Regions from separate parts of the Hordeum vulgare genome. Here region 2 is linked to region 1. The links are chromatin contacts, called in public Hi-C maps. All regions are on one chromosome and are shown on one strand. The core of a region is the stretch at or near the end of the contact, and the rest is flanking DNA. Distances in the headings are between cores, read along the strand shown. Region 1 has its middle 140 kb from the start of LOC123403510. Region 2 holds the start of LOC123403510.

Region 1 (3,973 bases), core at 267-2,766:
TTATTACAAATGAATTTGAAATGAGGAATTATCAAGCCTCATAGATTTTTTTTCAAATAAGCAAATTAAAAATTGCTTCAAACCAAGAAAATGTCCCTCACATTCTAATAAAATATTGGCATGAGTTAAAATTCAAATCAATATTTTTGGAATCACAGAAACATATCTTAGGAATTTGAATTAATTTAACTACTATTTGCATTGGGTATATATTTCCTATAAATGAAATACTCGTCCAATGTCCCTTAGATTTATTATGTAGCATTGGATAATTCCACTTAGTCCACATATAAATTTTGAGAATTTTACAAAATGGTTTGATCTAAAAATCAAATCCAAAATAGTTGCAGAAATAGAAAACAGAAGGAAATAAAAAAAAAACTACCTCGCGCTTACCTCGGCCTAGTTCTATGCAGCCCAGCCGAGCTGGCGAGCCAGTCGTCTCCTTCCTTTGGACAGGAGGACGAGCGCGTGGCCGACGCACGCGCACGCTCCGTGCGCCACGCCGCAGCTGCATGCCTGCGTCCCCCTCCACGTCCTCCTTGTGGATAGCTTCTCGGGAGTCGTCCCGATCGAGCCGACCCCCTCTCTCTTCCCCCTCGCCTCTCCCTCACGCTCATGTCGCCATGGCCAAAGCCATCGCTGACTCGCTGTCGTCGCCCCGGTAGCCATCGAGTCCCCCTTGCACTTCCCCCGTGTACAGAAGAACCGAAACATCGTCCCCGACCTCCTCACTGAGCCAAGCAACCAAAGGAGACCTCTGTCGTCTCCATCGACATCGTCTTCAAGCCCCGGCGCCGGCGCTCCTCTCCGACGATTTGCAGCCATGTGCGCCTCCCCGAGCTCGCCGTTTGTCTCATCCAGCCCAGTGTGAGCTCATGCGTCGAACCCCCTAACCCCATGGCTTGTCCCTAGCCATAGACGTCGCCCCCTTGCTGACCGTAGTACGTTGTCGCCGAGCTCGTCGCCGGCACAGCTCCGGTGACCTTCGGGTCCCGTGCGCGTACCTGTTGGGTTCACGTGTGTGCGTAGAATTGTTTGGTGCTAGCCGTTACCCGTGTTGTGCACCACAACGCCGAAACCGCCAAGTCTCGATCTTCGACTGCCGCCTTTGATCTCGTCCCCGTTGATTCCGGCCACTCCTGGCCCGACAACCACCACCATCTGACGAGCCGCAACGCCAGCGTTCCTTAGCACCCAACCACGCTCCGCAACGCCAGCGTTCCATAGCACCCAACCACGCGCCAAACGATGCACCATAGGAGGTTCTCTGACGGCCTTCGCCACATCTGGTGGTCGCCGGCGGCTAACTCCAGCTGAACGTTGGTTATATGACATGGCGTCATTAGTTTAGGGTTAAAACACGATTAGTTAAAGCTCTGAGGCACTGACCACCGGGCCCCATGTGTCAGGTGATTAGCTTAGTGGTAGCTGCCACTTAATTAATCTCCCGTGAGCATGACAGGCGGGCCCTAGCCTGTTAATAAATCTAGATAGGTCTTAGTTAAAACCCATTAGCATCTGTGTCACTGATGTGTGGAGCCCACACGTTAGGTTTGACCTGGACCCAGCGTGTTGACCAGCTATCGTCATGATGACCTAATGCTGATGCGGTTGTTGATTTTCTGATTTTAAAACTATTCTAGAAATTCCAGACAATACCTAAAACTTCTAAAATTCATAGAAAATAATCTATAACTCCAATAAAAATAAATTATATATAAAAAATTACCAGAAAAATGTAATGAATCTGTTTAGCCCATGTTCATGCATGTTTAAACAAGTTAACATCATCAAGTAGAAAATTTCATGATTAGGACCAATTTGATAAATAGTTTGGAATTGGAATTTGATGTCTAGTTGAATTCCACTTCAATTAATATGACCAAATATTTAGCTAAGAGAATTCACTACCTTAACATGCCATATCATACATTATGTTGGCTACATTGCATTAAATGTGTTCTTTTCTTGTTTTGTAGGTGTTGTTCCTTATTGATAGACGATGGTTCCGACGATGTGATCGTTGAAATTAATGAAGAGAAGTACTATCTTCAGAACTGTCAGGCAAGCAACCCTCCTGAGCATACTGATATAAACCCACTCTCTCACTCCTGCTCTCTTTTACTGCATTAGGACAATGATGATTCAATTGCTACATGTTTCCGTAGTTGAACCCATTCCTCTGCATGACCTGTTTTTTGCCACAGTAAATAGTTGAAACCACTTAGCATGAGTAGCAACTCCTTGAGCTTTGATGTGCCTACTCATCCATGCTTGCTTACTATGCCTGCTTGCTTAGACTCGTGTCTGGTCTGATCCATGTGGATGATGAATCAGAATGGTTGTCTTCATGTCCTACTGTGTGAGAGTTAGGTGTGTGAATCCGGTTTGGTAAAGGTAGCAATGAGAGGCCATGTAGGAATACATGACGGGTTGTTTCATTGGGACCGTCCTAAAGAACTGTGTTTTGTGTATGTTATCCAAGACAAGATACTACCACACATTGGGATGCTTAATTGACCCTCTTGAATTATTGAACGCCTAGATCTCTGTCTAGGAGTTGCAACTAGTTTCTAGTGTTTGTAGGAAAAGTGTTGGCAGTCGTGTTTAGCTCTGCCCGACGGGGTAGGCTTCAGTGCGGTAGATCCACAGTGGCACGGTGTACCAAGTGGCACCCGGATGGTGGGCTTGTGGAACCCTGCACAAATCGTTTGAGGTTGTAGAGGAAACTTCAGCCGGACTTCCTTGCTGGTTCAGTCTCAAATAGGTGATAAACCTGGACTAGTGTCTTGTGTGATTAATGGTCGTGGCCGACGCCCACGCCAGTGCTTGCGCTTGAAGGTTGTCGGGATGCATGACGTGCATATGGTGATAAGTAGTGAGAGCGTGTGTGAAGAAGTATACCCCTGCAGGGTGAATTAATCTGTTCGAATAGTCGCGTCCTCGGATATGGACTACTTGGAAACATTATGTGGTACATAGAAAACTTGAAATGGATACTCTAAAATACGCAAGATAAGCTTGAGTGCTATGGATGGCATTTTCGAAGGGAGACGGGAATGGATCCATAGTGGTGTATTGATTTGGTGAATATGTGGACTCGTGTGCGCTACCCCACCTCAGAGAAAGTGTTCGTGGTCGTAGTACTGGTTAGCCAAGAGTCAAAGCTAGCTTGCTGCAATTAAACTCCACAACCACTTTGCTGACATTGTTGCATATGTAATAGTTCTGATGTAATTCTTGATGAGTACCTTTGTACTCACGGTTTCTTATTTATGCTTTTGCAGATGAGACCTTAGCCTCACTATTATCTCTACGCGATGTGTTCAATGTTAACCGGAATAGCTTGGTAATCCGAGACAGAGGTCTGGCTCCTTTGGTAGGGTCGTTGTAGATTTTCACGCTCCTCCAGCCACTTTTAGTAGATGTCTATACGCAAACATATTATGCTTCCGCTTGACACTTGTATGACTTGAGTGTTGGGTCATGTGACCCCTATTTGTAATATCACACTGTGTTGATTCTTATGAGTCTTTAATAAATACTTGAGTTGTAGAGTTGTGTTGTGATGCCATGTTGTATCTATACTTATCATGCATATTGTGTGTATGCTTTGAAATGAATTGGTATGTGTGGGATTCGGCACCTAGTTGTATGACTTTAGTAGCCTTCTTTACAGGGAAATGCCTCTTTGTGCTTCCACTGAGCCTTGGTAGCTTGCTACTGCTCTGGACACATTGATTGACCGGCATGTATGCTTCTTTGTTGTTGTGTCTATCCCTACGGGAAATGTCACGCGGTGTAATTGTTGGGGAACGTCGCATGGGAAACAAAAAATTTCCTACGCGCACGAAGACCTATCATGGTGATGTCCATCTACGAGAGGGGATGAGTGATCTACGTACCCTTGTAGATCGTACAGCAGAAGCGTTAGAGAACGCGGTTGATGTAGTGGAACGTCCTCACGTCC
Region 2 (4,113 bases), core at 748-3,247, 140 kb before region 1:
GCTCAAACTACTCTGCCCTGCCTGCCTGTTTTTTTGAGGCTACAAGAACCTGCCCTGCCTGCTTGTTTTTTTTTTGTGGGGCCGTGGTCGTCCCACTGGTCTGATTTGATCTGGCTCCACTCGAACCACAGAAAATCTTGGAATCTAACACAATCATTCAAAGGAGGACTAAACTAGTACTAGTAGACAAACAAAGGTCTGTGGTAGAGTGAATATTCATGAGATGCAGTTCAACTTGACCAGAGAAGTGAAATGAGTACGGAGATCCAAAAGTTAGGAATGACTGGATATGACCAAAAAAAATCAATCAAAACCTCCTTGCAAAATTGAAGTTCCTTTTCGGCGAATCCAAATCCTTACATGGTTCATAGAAAGTGGATGGGAAGGTATAACAAACTGGCACAAATGAACTTATTTGGTAGACAGGATGCCAATTGTACCATAGCATATTTGATTAATGAAAGCTCTCTTTTCACCAAAAAGAATCCTCTATCGTCAGAATATCATGACATAAAAGGGCGTGTCAAGCACACAATAGAATAAGTCAAAGCCTCCTTTGCATAGGAGCCACATACTGGTAGGCTAAATTTAGTCGAGCAATTTGTGCAATATTTGAACCTTTATGACAGCGAATCCTCTCGACCCCTATTGAGCAGATGACAGAATCACGCAATAAAATCCCCTAGTTCATACCGATCGATAAATCTGCGAAACACACCGTATTATATAACTAGCGGATTTGGTTAGGTTAGTCCAAGTCGTACCTAATAGCTACAGCTTTAAAATATTACCCCTCCAAGTAGAACCATCTTGCATGGTCAACATTCATAACCACACGCATATTTTCAAGGATAATTCGAAGTTTTTTTGAAATTATCAGGATAATTCGAAGTGTTTATTCAGTTTACTAGACGGTCTGATGTTCCAGGATTTGTTGCCGTGGGAAAGAGCACCAGAGTTAGGGGATGCTACCTTTGTAACTCCAAATCTAGCCGAGGTCACCTTGACCACACGTTGGCTTACACGAGAGACGAGACAGATTGGCGGTTCTCTACCCAAGAAATTGGTACTCTAGCAGGACTAGGTGGTACCATATGTGAGACATGTCCTGAGACGACTTGAAAGAGACACAGGGCAAGACAATTTTTACCCTACTTACAAGAAACGACCCAGTGGAATTATAATGGAAAAATTATATATGATGTACTCTAAAATGAAAACACAGGACAAACTATGATCTACTCTAAAATGGAAGGAAACAAAACACTGTGGCTTGCCATATCTGCTAGCAAGATCGAATAGCAAACCGTACCTTAGCTGTGTACCACCTGAACAAAAGGGAGAGAAAAATATAGAGCTGTTTGCTCCTACCACATACTCATCATATATAACCGTGGATGTGGATAAACCCAATTGTAAACGAAATCCCACCGATTAAAGAAGAGGGGAAATGAGATCTAAGTAAGCTTATACGGCTGAATTCCCATAATCACAACATCCAGTGCAGAAACCTCAAAACAATCGATGAAGGGGGCGGGACTCTCTGAATCAAGAATCCATTCGCCAAGGGAATATGTATGGACAGTCGGACAAGAAACACGCAAGCAAACAAACAAGGAACGGAAAGGAAAGCAAGACGGAGCAGAGCACCAAATCCTGGAGGAGGTAAGAAGAGGCTGCTCAGGGAGAAGGGCGGGGAATCACCTAGGATCTATCTCAATGGAGGAGATGGAGGAGGAGACCCTGCTGTCTTTGCGCAGAGAGAGAGAAAGAGAGAGAGAGAGATTCTGTTTTGTTGGAGAGAGAGAGAGAGGGGGGTTGGAGGGAGAGAGATTCTGTTAGACAAGGAGGGAGGGCGCGTGTATATGGTATCAGGCCGATGGAGTCTGGTTGTATCCTCGTGGGTGCGCTACCGCTACGTCACATGACGGTGCCGGTTGGCCTCCCACACGGCGCTTTCTTTTCCACGCACGCACGCACCTAGTACCTGGCTCCGCTCGGCCCGCGGCGCAGCCGAGCTGGCTTAAATGACTGCCTGATTGGCCGATCTCCCTCTCATTGTTTGTATGGTGCACATTTCGTTGGGGTACGCTTCGCGAGGGCCCCCGCTATGGTGGATTCTTCTTCCTTCCCAGGAGTGTTTGCTTTTGTGCAAGTGTGACAGCACGTTGGGTAGGTAATTTGAGGCGGAAATTTGATGGCGATGTCTTCAGCATCTGCATCTGATTACTAGTCAAGTTTTTTTTTTTTTTTTTTTTTTTTTTTTTTTTTTTTGCGGGGGATGATTACTAGTAGTACGTACGAGTCAGGTTAAAGGCAGGCAAGTCATTGTTTTGATCCTAATTGTGTACAACGCCTATGAGATTTGACGTTTCACGAGTTTCTCAGGTTTGGGAACTCGAGGTCTAAGGACCATCCAACCAGTGAAGGATCTTGTGTTGTTGGTACTCATTTTTCATTCTACTTCCTTAACGAAGAAACATGATTTTTTTTTCTTGTTGTTGTTGAGGGGGAACGAAGAAACATGATTCGCAGAAGCTTCTATTACTGGTTTTAAATACAGGGCCATTAAGAAAAATATAATTTTTTAATCAATACTAGCACAAATGCCGTGCGTTGCAATGAGAGACATTGCCACATGGCTCATGCTTCAACTTATTTTCGTCCGTCCCGTTTACTCGTCCGAGTTTGTTATGAACATCTCCTTCCCCGTCTCTAGTGGATCATCATGTACCTAGGTAGCGAGCTTCTTCACTTTCATAAATGCAGCCTTCAGTTGAAATGTGATGTTTCGTCGTGTATGTTGTCTTCTTAGAAGGGATAGACGTAGAGCACGTAATATGGTCATTGCACACATAAAAATTTAATCAACTAGCTACAATTTTTTTTTCAATGCAAGCATGTCTTAGGAAGGAATATTTCTTCATTTCCCCTTTTAATTGCCCACCATATTTCTTAAGCATTCATTAGGGAATCTCGTCTCTTAATTATCCCACATGTAGTACTGATTCCTCCTTGTTTAATTGCCCACCATATTTATCCTTCATGTTTTATTTTCTTCTTCTTTCGAAGATCCTTCCTTGCTTCAATCCTACCTTTCTGGACACTCACTCGTTATCCTTCGATCACCATTTTTTTTCTTTTTTTTCTTATTTCGAAGATCCTTCCTTGCTTCAATACTTCCTTTCTGGGCACCCACTCGTTATCTTTCGATCATCAATTTCCAAGCCGACTTATTAAGGTGATTGATGACGGGTAACTTGAACATGTATATAAATTCATGGTTGTGTTTGCAAAAAGGCAAGGTGGTACTAATTGATAAGAAGAGCAACCGCGGCCAATCGCGGCTTGGCGGTCTCCTTTGCCCGACCGCCTCTCGCTCCTCTCGCTCTCTTCTCCCAGCGCCTACATCTAGCCGTGGCTCCACACTTCGGCACCGCTCCTCGCCTCCCCCACCACACACCTCGTGTAGTCGCCACTAGATGCCCCGGAGCCCGCAACCGCAGCCCCACACGTCGCGACCTGCACCTACCCGCCGCTGGCTGCGCGTGCAGCCATGGCCTCGCCTGCCGCCAGCGCCTCGCCGACCCCGCCACCTCCAGGAGCTCCGATCACCGCCGGCGCCTCCAGCAGGCCGGTGCCCCGCTGCCCTCTCCCTCTCCTTCACGTGCTCTCTCTCTCCCTCTCCTTCATGTGCTCTCTCTCCCTCTCCTCCTCCTCACTGCCCCATCTCTCTTTCTCTTTTCTTCCGGAGCTACCCCATGGAGCCATGGTCGCGCTCCGCGAGCTCCATCTCGCAGGACATCAAGCTGCCGCCGGATTTGGCTGGGAAATGGAGGGATCCGTCCATCTCCGACCTACGGTCGTCCCTGCCTCGTCGGAACGCTGCCCCACGACGCCACCGCGCCCCAGACCTCCTCTATGATCCCGCCATCGCGTTTGTCTGCTCCCTCTGATGGTGCCGGTCGAAGCCGAGCCGCCAACGCGCCAGAGACCCGCCGCCAATGGATCCGCGCAGCGAGGGGAGGAGGAGGAGGGGCGGCCGACGGATCCGCGCGGTGAGGGAAGGAGGAGGAGGGGGAGGGAGGGGAAGAGGAGCGTCGGAATGTGCCA

What was found. Hi-C and Micro-C count contacts between places; a contact is called where the count stands out from the background.
Region 2: a Hi-C map of leaf shows a contact between it and region 1, with 5 times the contacts expected there. The contact joins the promoter of LOC123403510 here to the enhancer-like site in region 1. A contact is called at or near these places in 3 of 6 Hi-C or Micro-C datasets (leaf and seedling).

The regions. Positions count from the first base shown.
Region 1 is chr6H:314,638,919-314,642,891 of MorexV3_pseudomolecules_assembly, reverse strand. No RefSeq gene overlaps it. Among protein-coding and RNA genes, the nearest start is that of LOC123403510, 140 kb to the left of the region's middle. Within about 2 kb of position 1,516, at least 3 of the 3 cell types and tissues checked have open chromatin away from gene starts, as enhancers often do. A contact at or near this core is called in leaf and seedling, where this site is marked.
Region 2 is chr6H:314,776,913-314,781,025 of MorexV3_pseudomolecules_assembly, reverse strand. It overlaps LOC123403510, which reads right to left and starts at 1,997. Exons shown (of 2, transcript XM_045097441.1): 1 at 1,705-1,997.